2 separate regions of the Mus musculus genome follow, and region 2 is linked to region 1. Evidence: chromatin contacts called from public HiChIP or PLAC-seq data. All regions are on one chromosome and are shown on one strand. Each heading gives the region's core, a stretch centred on a gene start, on an enhancer-like site or on the middle of the called end of the contact. The rest is flanking DNA. Distances are from core to core; before and after follow the strand shown. Region 1 overlaps Sv2b (synaptic vesicle glycoprotein 2 b). Region 2 overlaps Agbl1 (ATP/GTP binding protein-like 1).

Region 1 (5,955 bases), core at 3,378-5,877:
ATGGGAAAGCATGAGGCTCAGAGACACGAGTATCTTTACCCAACAGCGTTTCCATTTCCATCAGCTCGGCATAGCTATAGGACAAGGTGGTTTTTCCAGACTTGTAGCCTCAAAGCTCAGGTGTCCAGTGGGTGAAACAGACTGTACATTGTGGGAACTGGGTGCTCTCTCTGTTGTCATCCTTGTGTGGTTAGCAAGTTCAGGAACCTCCAGGCTTCCTGAACTCCTGTAGGTAGGAGGGCATCACAATTCTGATCTTTCCATGGTGGAAGCTGCAAAAGAATCTGCTAAGGAGAAGGAAGAGAAGCTGCTCAGGGTAATGGAGCTGTTCAGTATTACTTGCAGGTGGGCTGGTTTTGCTTTAGGGAAAAGTTAGGCAGATTCCTTTTCAGGTCTGGGACATGTCCAAGGGAGTAAAAGGCCTGCGATGAATTAGATCTTAATGTCCCAAAGCTGAAGGGAGGTTAGAAAGCAAGGAATCTACACTCCTCATCTGGCCTTGGGGAAGAAAATAACTTACCTAAGACCTTACAGTAAGTAATGTGTATATATATATAACCGGAGTCGTCCTCAGTGGGGCTGTAGAAACACAAGCATCTATGAAAGGTGAAGAGAGAACAGGAAAATGGGGCCTGGGTTCACTTCATCATTAGATCCAGAAACCATCTTAGGAGCGTTCCAGCGTCCCAGGCTGGGTGGGTCCTTCAGTAGCTTCCTTTGAATACTTAGTATTCTGGGACTCTCCTGGCTGTGCCCCAGAGTCTGGGTCCAGTGAAGGTTACTCCTGTCGTCTTTCCTGCTTTGCCCGAGGCCTCTGCTCTATTGGCAAGACACAGAAGCTGACTTTTGCTTGATCTGGGATGTAGCAGATGGCATAGACATGGGGAGCCTTGCTGGAGTACAGCCTAGGTCTGAGGGAGAGGAAAAAGTGGTATGTTCTAGGTAGAGTTCTGGGTCTGGGTGATGGAGGAGGAGAGGACACAGCAGTGCCAGGAGCTCCTGATCTGAACCCTGGAGGACTCAGGGACATTGCACTGCTATCCCTGGGATGATATATTGAGATGACTCAGACCCAGGGAACCTAGGTTTCCATCTGGGCTCTGCTTCTTATTCATATAGTAAGTCATGTGGCAGCCTTGAGCCTCAGTCTTTCAATCAGAAAAATAGGAATAATGGTGGACTTACCTGCCCTGTAGAACACGGGGAAGAAGGTGTGAGTTCATTCGTACGGAGGTCTAGAGAAGGCCTTACTGCTTCATGAGTGCACACAAAGGAGTTTCCCCGGAAGTTCTTCTAGTTTCAAAGTCATTGCTGTGTGTGTGTCAAGTAGGAAAAAACTCAAGGGCCACTGTACCATGCAGAATAACTCAGTTTTCTGTCCCTCAAAAATGGCCCTTTGAATCCTTAGCTCTCCAGCCACAGGTTTGGCTATGTGCGACCTGAGTGGTTCACGAGTTTAATTTGGCCTTGATCACAGACAGCCATTCAGAGAGGAAGCAATAGCCCTGACCAAGCATGGTGGCTCATTTGGTGAAGCGTTAAGTCAAAGATCCTGGAAAATACTTAACAAAGAAAAAGAAGCTCCTAGAACATCACTGCCCGGGATGGGTGATATGGAAATACCCAGGTGCTCTGTTTGGAGCAGTGTGGGAGAGGGGCGAGCTTCATCAGTGCCTCCCAGAACACTGACCTTTAAAAAGGACGTGCTGATTCATAAGTTTATAGTGGGGCCTGACTGTTCTGTATTCTAGAGAGGCAAGGACTAGCACCGGGTGGGTTTATTTCCCAACCACCTGGATTGTGTGGTTCTCCCCATGCTGTCTGAATCCTTACCAATTGGGGGCTTGAGCTTGCTCTCTTTCTCTCAGACAGTTTAATTATACTGAAACCACATTATAGGCATCCAGGAAACCAGGAAGAGGAAAGGCCATCCATAACTCCCATTGTACAGCTAAGCACACTGCATTCATTTCTCTACTCAGAACTAACCATATTGACTATTTGCTTCTGGAGCCTGTGACAAATACTGGCAAATTGGTCATCAGAAACCTTTCCTTCCATATCCTGACTATGCAGACTGCATCTTCCAGCATCACTTCAGGTGGGCGTGGCCACCTTATAGTTCTTTTGTTGGATTGAGAATGGACATGAGAATGGCTGGACCACTGATTGGCCCTGGAAAGGGCTGAGTCAAGTTAAACAGTTGACATCACCCACTGACACCTTTGTCATGACTAGTATGATTGCCACCAGCACAGAGTCTGGAGCTTCATAAACAAGTTTTTTGCAAGCTTATGGCCATACATGGCAGAAAAGTCCTACTATGTTTCTTCTTCACACAGAGATTAAAAAAAAAGTTACAGCTGAGATCACTCAGGCTTCCTGCTCTTTAGAAATGCTTTAAATTTAAATAAGGACATAATTAAGGCCTGGGAATATGGCCCAGCAGTTAAGAACACTGTTTTCTGTTCCAGTGTATCTAGGTTCAGTTCCCAGCACCCACATGGCAGCTCACAACTGTCTGAAACTCCAGTTCCAGGGTCTTTCTAGATATTCTGAGAGTACATATACCCTCTCAAGAGACCAAAATCCAGCACCCCCTTTTCTTTCTCTCACTGTTTCTCCTACAAAATGTTGGGAATGTTCTAGAATTTTCTATCATTTTGAAATCAAGAGCCTTTCCATGATACTTACTGGCTACATAACCTCATGCCCAACCTTTAACTGCTCAGTCTCAGTTTTCCCACTTGTGGACTGGCCACTGTAAGATCTGCTTCCTGGGCTTGTGGGAGAACCCTGAAGGAGATGATGGTATGGAGTACCGAGTGATGCACACAGCTTACAACAGGAGCATTCCCATTGGTTTCAGAGTTGAGACTGCCATCTTGGCTGCTTTCTTAGGTCAGATGTCTGACGTGGTTGCTGGCACATGGTGCATGTATGCTTTATTTATTTAGTGCTAGACATGGAGAACCTTGAGTGTGTGTGTTTCAAAGGAGGATCAATGAACTCTGGGTTGGAGAATTTAGGAAGGCAGTGGAGGGACAAGGAGAAGATCCTGACAATCTCACCCCTTAGCTTTTAGGAGCTGATTAAACTATGAGTTTACTAACAGCCAAGAGAGAAAGAACATAAGATGAGAAGCCAGTTTGAGAGAAGGCGGGGTGTATTCTGTGTCTCATGTGTTCTTGGGGTCGCTCTATATTTGGATGGTGACTGTCTTAGCTGAGGTTAATCCTCTTTGTTCCAGTCATCAGCCAAGGGATTAACTGCTTTAAACTCAAAGCTTTAGTGGCCCCACAATGTGAGCTTTGTTTTGCCGATGCCCGAGATTCAGGGGGTCAATTTCTGCTGAGCTAACACACAAGGCCCCTTTGTGGGCATTGGTCCTAGTTCCTTCGTGCTAGGGAGAAAGAGACGGAGGGGCTAAGAGGGGAAGTGATTTACTACTCCTGGGCAGATTTACGACCCAGAATTCCTGGCTTGAAATTCTCTACTTTGTACTGCCCTGGACTTCTGTGAAGGAGTTAGGTCAAGAACCATTGCTGAGTGAGCAGAGCAGTGACTCTATGGGAAGAGCCTTCACTGGTGTGAATCCCTTACTGTGTTCTAGCAACGTCTCAGTATGTCGATGAACAATCTAGGCGGCTGCCTCACTAATAGATAAGCTGTTTGGAAGCACACAGAAGGGACAACCTCCACCATGATTTTTTTTTTCTAGGTTTGTTGTGATTAAGATTCATCTCTGGGCTAAGAAAACTCTGCCTGGCCTAGTTGGGACCCACACCTACACCAAAATGTCAAAATGTGAAAAGCCCAAATTGCCTGTGGTGAGAATAGGGGGGGACGTTCTTCAAAGGAAGCTACCTAAGAAGAGCACATGGTTGCTAGGTAGGCAAACCCCACAGATATTTGCCACACTGAGCAGACTCCTTCAGCTGCAGTAAAGTTCATGGAACATTAGCTTCGTGGGAGAGCATCGTAGCCTTCCAGAGTCTGGCCATTTTCTCCAGCTCTCCTCCATTACTTAGGAGCTGAAGTGTTCACAGCTATCTTGCTTACTCTAGGATTGCATTAAAAAACTAAAATGCACAGAAGCAAAAAAAAATGCAGATTTCCTCCCTAAATTCCTTTACCTGTATTATGTATGTACATTGTATGCATGTATGTATGTACATATGTTTGTTTGTATGTATTTACTGTTTATTGATGGCCCATTGTGCCAGATGCTGGAATTAGTGGCAGGCAGAGAAGATGTGATCCCTGTTCTGAGGGGGTATATCACAGCTTAGTAAGTTGTAAGGCATCTTTGCCTATGTATATAAAACACACACAAACATTCTTAATATTAATTGTTTATCCTGTTGTTCAGTATGGCAAGCTTATTTATAACTAGATGCTTGATTACTATGCATCAGGGTGCTGACCCCACTCAAAGGAAGAGGAGTGTCTGCATCACACTGAGTTACTTGGCGGATGAGCATGACTTTGCACATTCTCCCTGGACGTAAGAGTACATTGGCAATGGAAGAGTAAAACTCCATCCTGGGACCATGCTGCTTGCCACTCTGTCCCTCTGAGGCTGGGAGAGTGGGTGGCCCTCATTTGTGCTGCTTCTGTTTGCAGGCTGTGAATGGGAGCTGGCACTGCAGGCTGCTTTGTTGTTGTGCGGTGATGTTTGAACACGGGGCAGCATATTGCTTTGCTATTATCAATTTATTTGTGTAATCCCAGCAGCTGGCAGTGGTATAATAACTTTCAAGTGAGAAAAAAAAAACCCTATTTGCTTAGAGAGAATAAAAATAGACAGAGAATGAGGTATGTCACAGATGACAGAATTCACAACGGCAGGATTTTTCTGTGGTTAGAATTCCCAGTGGGGTTTTCAAAGTGCAGAGAAGGGTCATGCTTTTGGAAGGGAAGCCTGTCTTGTCTTCTTTGCATGCACCAACAGAGCTAGAAAAATGGCTTTAGCTCTTGGGATTTGCTCAGGCTGTTGCTGGTGGGGACAAGCAGCCCTGCCTGAGACTGAATCCAGTAGAGTACAGACTTGGGTAGTAAAGTGCCATCCTTTGCCCTTTCCACCTCGTTGTTCTTCCCCTATGGTATGATGTGTTGAGTCTTCAGAAATATGGCCTTATTATCAACTAGTCCTGATGGGCAGCCAGAAGCAATGTCAGAAGCCTATATTAATTTAGAGACCTCTGGGGTCTTACTGACCAACAATTCAGAGGGAGGGGCCCCATGCCTACCACTGGGATTCTTGTTCAACAATCTGTGGCTTTTGGGAGGAGAATTATCCACCTGTGCAGGGTGCTTAACTTCAAGCTTCCTTTTGTTAAATTATGCTTTTAATTAGCTCTCCATATGGGTTTCAGACATCTGAAGCTTTGGCTAACTCTCCCAATCCCTCTCCTTTCCCTATGCCTGTTTAAATCTTCCCACCTCCAGAGACCTCTCTCCCTATAGTGATATCACATGTGCTATCTTCCCTCCCTTAAGAACCTCATTTAATCTTCTTTTTCTAGTTTTCTTGCCACCATATACACTCCAAATTAAACACACAAATCTGAAAATGTGACAGGAGGATTTACATTTGAGAGAGAACATTTTTTATTATTGTTGTTGTTTTGCTGAGTCTGTGTTAGCTCACTTAATATTTTCCATATATATATATATATATGTGGGAGATATATATATATATATATCTCCCACATATTTTATGCTTTTGTTATTTATGGCTGAGTATCATTTCATTGTGTACATAGAGAACACATTTTCTTTTGAAAAACTTTTTATTGATTCTTTGTGAATTTCACATCCTTCACCCCAACCCCACTCACCTCCTTGTCTCTTCCTATGCGCTCTTTGCCCTTGCTACCTCCCCACCAAAAGAAAAAATATCCTCCTTGTGGAATCTGTAGTGTGTGACAACAGTGTGTCCCACACCATATC
Region 2 (6,260 bases), core at 2,198-4,697, 1.2 Mb before region 1:
TCTCTCTCTCTCTCTCTCTCTCTCTCTCTCTCTCTGTGTGTGTGTGTGTGTGTGTGTGTGTGTGTGTGTGTGTGTGTGTGTGTCTCAGCATTCTTTAGCTGTCTGTAGTTGTGCAGGGCTGAGGCCTTGTGGGCTTTTCCCTGTCCACTTCAGTGTGTCTATTTTCATCCTTGTTCAGGTTGTGCTTAGGCAGGCAAGTCTGTGTTACTGTTTGGGTATTGCTTCTGAGATTATCAGGCAGCACAGTCTCACAGAAAACCCCTTGATCCTCTAGCTCTTATAGTCTTTCCTCTCCTTTTTGAGAAAGTCTCCTGGACTTTGGGTATCTTTATTATCTCTTTCATGTGTGTGTGTACATACATATGTAATAAGCATATATATAACATATATATATTATAATATTTATATATAATATATAGTAGTTTTGTTAACATTAAACTATCAAACCATCAATCCTTGACCACCAATCCTCTTTTCAATGATTGTCAAAATGTCTCTCTTTGTCATGTATCCTAAACTTAGAAACTTACTCCCTCCCATTTGCTGAGACTTACCTTTATTTAGACTCCCATCCCCTTTATAAAGGACCAATAACTGAAATATTTCTTGAGAATTCACTATGTGCAAGGAAGAGTTCTAGGGCTGTTACTGTTTATAGATTGAAGTAGGTACTATTAGTATTCACTGTTTACAGAAGAGAAAACCAAGGTGTCTATTTGAGCATCTTTTCCCATACTTCATATTTACTTTTCCTAGGAAGAAGTGAACAAACATTTCTCACCCCAGGCAGAAATGAATGACAGGCCAAAGTACCGGTTCTACTTCAGTCCAGTTTAGTGAACCAGTGCATATATTAGAGTAGTTTATAAGAGAATGAATGGCTTAAGAAACTGCATTAGCAAAGCCCCTACCCCAGCATACGCAACAACTCACAAAAAATGCATAAAAGCATTGTGTCTTTTCCAGTTGAGTTATTTTTTTCCACACCCTATACACTCTTGAATCCTGGGAGACCACAAATAGCTAGGGAGTAATGATGTACAGCTGGGAATGAGAGGAGAGTGAGTAAATTTCAAGTGAAAATCAAGTAACTCTTTCCACATCGTCCATCAATAGCCCTGTTTTTATGAAGTTTCCTTAATTACAGCCATGTTGGTGGCAGACAATAGAGTTCTGTAACACAGAGTCATAGCTCTGATAAATGGCAAAGCCAAGCTTTGTGCCCTAGTGAGTTTGGATCATGGGTCTACATGCATATGAACTCTGTGTCATTATTATCTTGATCACTTCAAAACTTTTCCCACATTATTGTCTCAAGACTTCCCTCAGAGATGAATCTGATCTTATCGTCCTGCTTTTAATATCCAAGTAAGTCATCACTGTCTTTTAAAAATGTCCCTGATATGAAAATGAAGATCATTTCCCATTTAACCCAAACTACTTTTACCACCTTATACTTGTCAGTTTCCCCCCATGCTCTTTTGACCTGACCTTCACAGAATCATACCCAGTTGATTCTGTTCCTGGTATGATGTTTTTCTATCTCACAAAATCTCAGACACACACACACACACACACACACACACACACACACACACACACACACACAGAGGCACACAACCCTCTTGAATGTAGAAGCAGACCAAACAACAATTTCATTGAACCATTCTTTACCATTCTTTTATTATGCCTAATGATGGCATAACAGTGATTTATTTCTTAATTCAAAAGGCAACTATGATTACCAAACAATCTTTTGTAAGAATAAGGCAATCTTGTTCATATTGGCTTGTAACCTCAGCTATTCAGGAGTGTGAGTCAGAGATTATATTTTTACAGCTAACCTAAACAACTCAGTGAGATCTTGCCTCAAAATAGAATTCAAAAGGAGGCCTGGCACTGCATTTCATGCCTCTGCATAAAACCCTTCTAAGAATAAAGTATCTATATGCTATAATATACACCAATTTACTTACCTATAGGTCTTCTAATCTTTCCCACCTCCTTCAACTAGTTTGAGAGGAGGAGGGACTCTTAATCTTTCTTTAATTGACATGACCTGGTCAAAACTGGATGCAACAAAGGCCTACTCAACTGGCCTCAGTGCCACAGAGTGTGAGGTGTTTGTGTTAAGAGAGTAATATTTTATATGTAAGTCCTCATTTTTTATGTGTGCAGAGATGCATGAGAAAAAAAACAAATTGAAGGTGGTTTGGGTGTGTTTTGCAGACTCTCTTTTATATAGTCTCGAGGAAAAGTGAGACAGTGCTTTGATACCTTTTGGATTTTCAACTACAGTTTCTCTGACGTTTTATCAATATGACAGTACCATGCCTATGGAGTTTATATGGGGTACATTGTGTGGATAAGTCTACCTATGATAAATCCTCTCTTCTCTGTGCCTCCACTTTACTTACTTAGTTTCCTCTTCTGTTTCAGTGTACCTTATTGTGGTGATTTGAATAGAAATGACCCTCATGGGCTTCTGTATTTGAATGCTCAGTTGTTAGGCAGTGGCACTCTCTGTGAATGATTAGAAGGGTTAGGAGATGTGACTTTGTTAGAGTAGATATGGCCTTGTTGGAAGAAGTGTATCTCTGGGGGTGGGCTTTGAGGTTTCAAAAAGTCCATTCCATGCCCAGTCTCTCCTTCTCTGCCTATGGATGAGGATGGAGCTCACAGCTACTGCTCCAGTATCTGTTTGCATGCTGTATACTCCCCACCAGGATAATAATGGACTAACCTTTGAAATTGTAAGCAAGGCCCCAACTAATGATATCTATTATGAATGTTCTTGGTCATGGTGTCTCTTCACAGCAACATAATAGTGACATAAGACACAGTTCTATTATAATGACCTGTTTACATAACTTTTAGACACACACACACACACACACACACACACACACACACACTCCCAACAGACTATGAGCATGTCAATGGCAAAAGATGGAATAATATTGGCTTTGTATTCCTGCTGCCTAGCATGACTCTGTGCCCTGTTTGTTTGGAATAATGAAAACCCCAAGGCAAGAAAAGCATACACTCCAGGGTCTCTAATTCTAACTCTTTTTATTTAAGATGTTCAAAGAGACATAACAGTATGTTCTGACAATTATTCTGTGTCACTCAAAGCTTTGTCAACGACTGCACACCCCATTGAGGATAAAAGAAGCAGGCTCAGTAGGAGGCTGGAGGTCTGAGGTCTAGCCCTGCCTCTCCTCCCCCTTAGCTAAGCGACTCAAAGTGGACCATTTCCACTCTCTAAGACTCCAGTTTCTCCATAGCATTGCTTGGTTGCACATGCCTTTGGGAGGTTTCAAAATAAAGCCATGCAGAAATTTCCGAGATTGAGAGGCTTTTCACTTGACTTGAGTTTCTGTTTTACATTGCCTCTATTGTCACTCTTAGCTCTCCCTCAGAGAAAGCTCTGTCCTCCATACCAGATCATGCATCTCACAAACAGACAAAGGCCAGAGAGGGTGGAAAATGATTTGCAAAGAAGCCAAAAGGGGAAGTCTGTAACCGTGTATTTTTCCACTCGGTTCTAATTTAAAACCACTTACAAGTGACAACTCCCAACCCGAGGCAGGTGCCTTGTGGTAGCTCATTACACCCTTGGGACCTCATGTAAATCTTTTTTTTTTTTCTCTGAGAACAGCTATTGTCTTCCAAGGAAAAGCTTTTAGCATAATGGCAGACTGAATAGAACATTGCTTTTGTAAGAACAATTTTAAGCAAAAGAAAAAAGGGAAAGGTATTCTTTAACAACCACAAGTGCAGCCTCCTCAGCTCCCTCCACCTTGGCTCCCCGGAAAGAACAGCATGCTAACTGTGGGAGACCCAGGCAGTAGAGTGAGATTATCTCAGCTCCAGAGACATAGAAAGGTTATGCTCTGCTCTTTTAGCTATAATAAGTGCAGAGTGGCGGTGCCTCAGTTGCAAAAATAGCATAGCCACCCCCTCATGCACCTTTGTTGTTTCTTGGCTTCTCACCATCCACTGGGGCAATAGTGACTCTGCAAGAGAATAGGACTTGCTTAGGAGAGGATCAGATGCCCTGCCTAGAAGAGGTCTGTAGAGCAACAATTCCCTCTCATAGTTCTCTTACAGTCAAGAGAATGTCATAAGGACACACACATATGTGTGTGTGCACAAATATGTATATATGTTTGTATGAGTACAATTTGGTCAAAAAGTTTCTGAGAAATAAGAAACACTCATTACAGAATGTAAATCTATAGGATAAAATGGGTCAATTTTCTCCATGCAGAAATGGATCCTTCAGAATATGATATTATGGAGGCAATGTAGAGAAAGTAGAAGGTTAGCAAAATGCTGCCCATCTTTAATAAGTAGTATGTGGTTTGATCGTACACATTTCTTAGGAAATTTCTCCTGAAACAGCAAGAAAAGGATAGGATGTTGGAGAATATGGATTGATGATGGTCTGGAGTCTCCTTCTCAAGTGACCACTTCCCATTCTCCTGGCTAAAGGCTGGATATGAGCTTTCCTTGGCTGCCATCTGCAAAATGGAGATGAAGGCAAGAAGTATGGGGGTGGGGGTAAAGGTATTAAGTAAGAACCATTATCTTTTAGAGGCATGAGGCCTGTAAACTCTACAATGGGTTGGGTTAGGCAGGTCAGATGTTGAAGGTTTCCTAGACAACTTAACAAGAGCATTTGTCAGAGGTATTTACTGGTTTTTTTAAAAAATGTTTTCTCTTTGTTACTTAATTTTCAATAAGTTTGGTTTGTTTGGTCTTTTGGATAATTTTCTAAAGAGAACGAAGGCAGAGAGTTCAGTGGGCAAATGGGTGAGGAGGGTCTGGAAGGAGTTTGGTGAGCAGACACCATGATCAGAATATAGTATATGAAAAAAAAATTTTCAATTTAAAAAAGCAACAAGGCAGACTTCAGAGTAAGGTGATGGCCTAGAGCTATGTTGGAGTAAGCAAATGAGCATAGCTAGAGAAACAGATCAGGGCAATGTCTAAGTAAACTTCCTCTCCTATCAGACCCACCAACTTCCTCTACCATCAGACCTACCAACTTTCTCTACCATCAGGCTGGACTTCTTGCTTGGAACCACACTACTCAAAGCAGCTGCTGACATAACTGCAAAATCCAGCAGAATCTGAAGTAATAGCAAACCTGTGGAATGAGCTCTAGCAGGAAATCGACACACGCTCTACTGGTAGGGATTTATAGCACCCAACAGGAACCAGTAAAACTATAGGAACTAAACAAAACCTCGGAACAATGCTTTGGGTATGACACGCCCCTCTTGCTGGTAGACCAACGGTATTACCTCTCAACCATAGCTGTGGGGTGAAAAAAACACTTGCCTTGTCTGTCCTCAGCTAGTCGCTCACCATCACCCACACACACCCCCAAAACACCTCCATATAAAAGTGAAGGAAGAGAGGAGCACAGGTCAAAATCAGCATCCAGCATATCACAGGCCAGGACTAGGAAAACACAACAAACCCACTGAGGAAATGAAATCAACACCCAAGTCAGTGTCTCCATTATCTCATTTCTGCTCTCAGCTGTCCTTCCAACTGCAGGGATTCCTCCCCCACAAAACACCCTAGGTCAATGCAGCAGGTTCACTCTACCTCCTAACATTCTCATCTCTTACCATTTACTTGTCCCTGTGCGACTTTATGTCCAGCCCCTGCCCCTTTTTTGACTTTCTGTTTGTTTTTCCTTTCTTCTTTTCCCATATGCATGCATTATTGTTATACCTCACAAAGTCCAGATTTATGATTTATGATATACTAGCCTGATTTACTATATACAATACATGATTCTACCACCTCCCTTTATGGTATATTGTTAAACAAACACTCACAGTCTCCACCCTATATTTTTTCCTTTGCTTCTATTATCCCCACTCCTGTGTGTATCCCTTTCCTAATGTCTGCTTTTGTCTTTTCCTTTCCACTCACGCCACAATAACTAAAGTACTGGCATACATAGTAGTACTATTGGATCCCTTTATTCCCTAAACAAATAAGAACGTAACAAATGTCTACTAGTTACCTGCCACCCTGTTATAAGAGTAGGTTAATGGCTGGTTAGTACCTGCTTTTGAAGACAGCACTCAACTCCCAGAAATAGAGTGAAAATCCAACCTGACCTCTGGAACACCAGTCTAACAGAGGAAAACATTACAATTGGACTACAATCTGATCTCTCATGAACACTGGAAATGCCCCCACTGAATAAAGAGGGGTAACTTCAAATACATCTG

What was found. HiChIP or PLAC-seq counts read pairs in DNA pulled down with a chosen protein or histone mark.
Region 2: a contact with region 1 is called in an H3K27ac HiChIP or PLAC-seq map of large pre-B cells, with 4 times the contacts expected there. The contact joins two enhancer-like sites. A contact is called at or near these places in 2 of 39 promoter capture datasets (the C10 cell line and pre-B cells) and 1 of 115 datasets of contacts at active chromatin or transcription factors (large pre-B cells).

The regions. Positions count from the first base shown.
Region 1 is chr7:75,294,338-75,300,292 of GRCm38.p6, reverse strand. The region is part of intron 1 of Sv2b (synaptic vesicle glycoprotein 2 b); the gene reads left to right. Among named protein-coding and RNA genes, the nearest start is that of 1500012K07Rik, 11 kb to the left of the region's middle. Within about 2 kb of position 4,627, at least 41 of the 459 cell types and tissues checked have an H3K27ac peak or open chromatin away from gene starts, as enhancers often do.
Region 2 is chr7:76,460,103-76,466,362 of GRCm38.p6, reverse strand. All of the region lies in intron 17 of Agbl1 (ATP/GTP binding protein-like 1), which reads right to left. Among named protein-coding and RNA genes, the nearest start is that of Gm30774, 95 kb to the right of the region's middle. Within about 2 kb of position 3,447, at least 32 of the 459 cell types and tissues checked have an H3K27ac peak or open chromatin away from gene starts, as enhancers often do.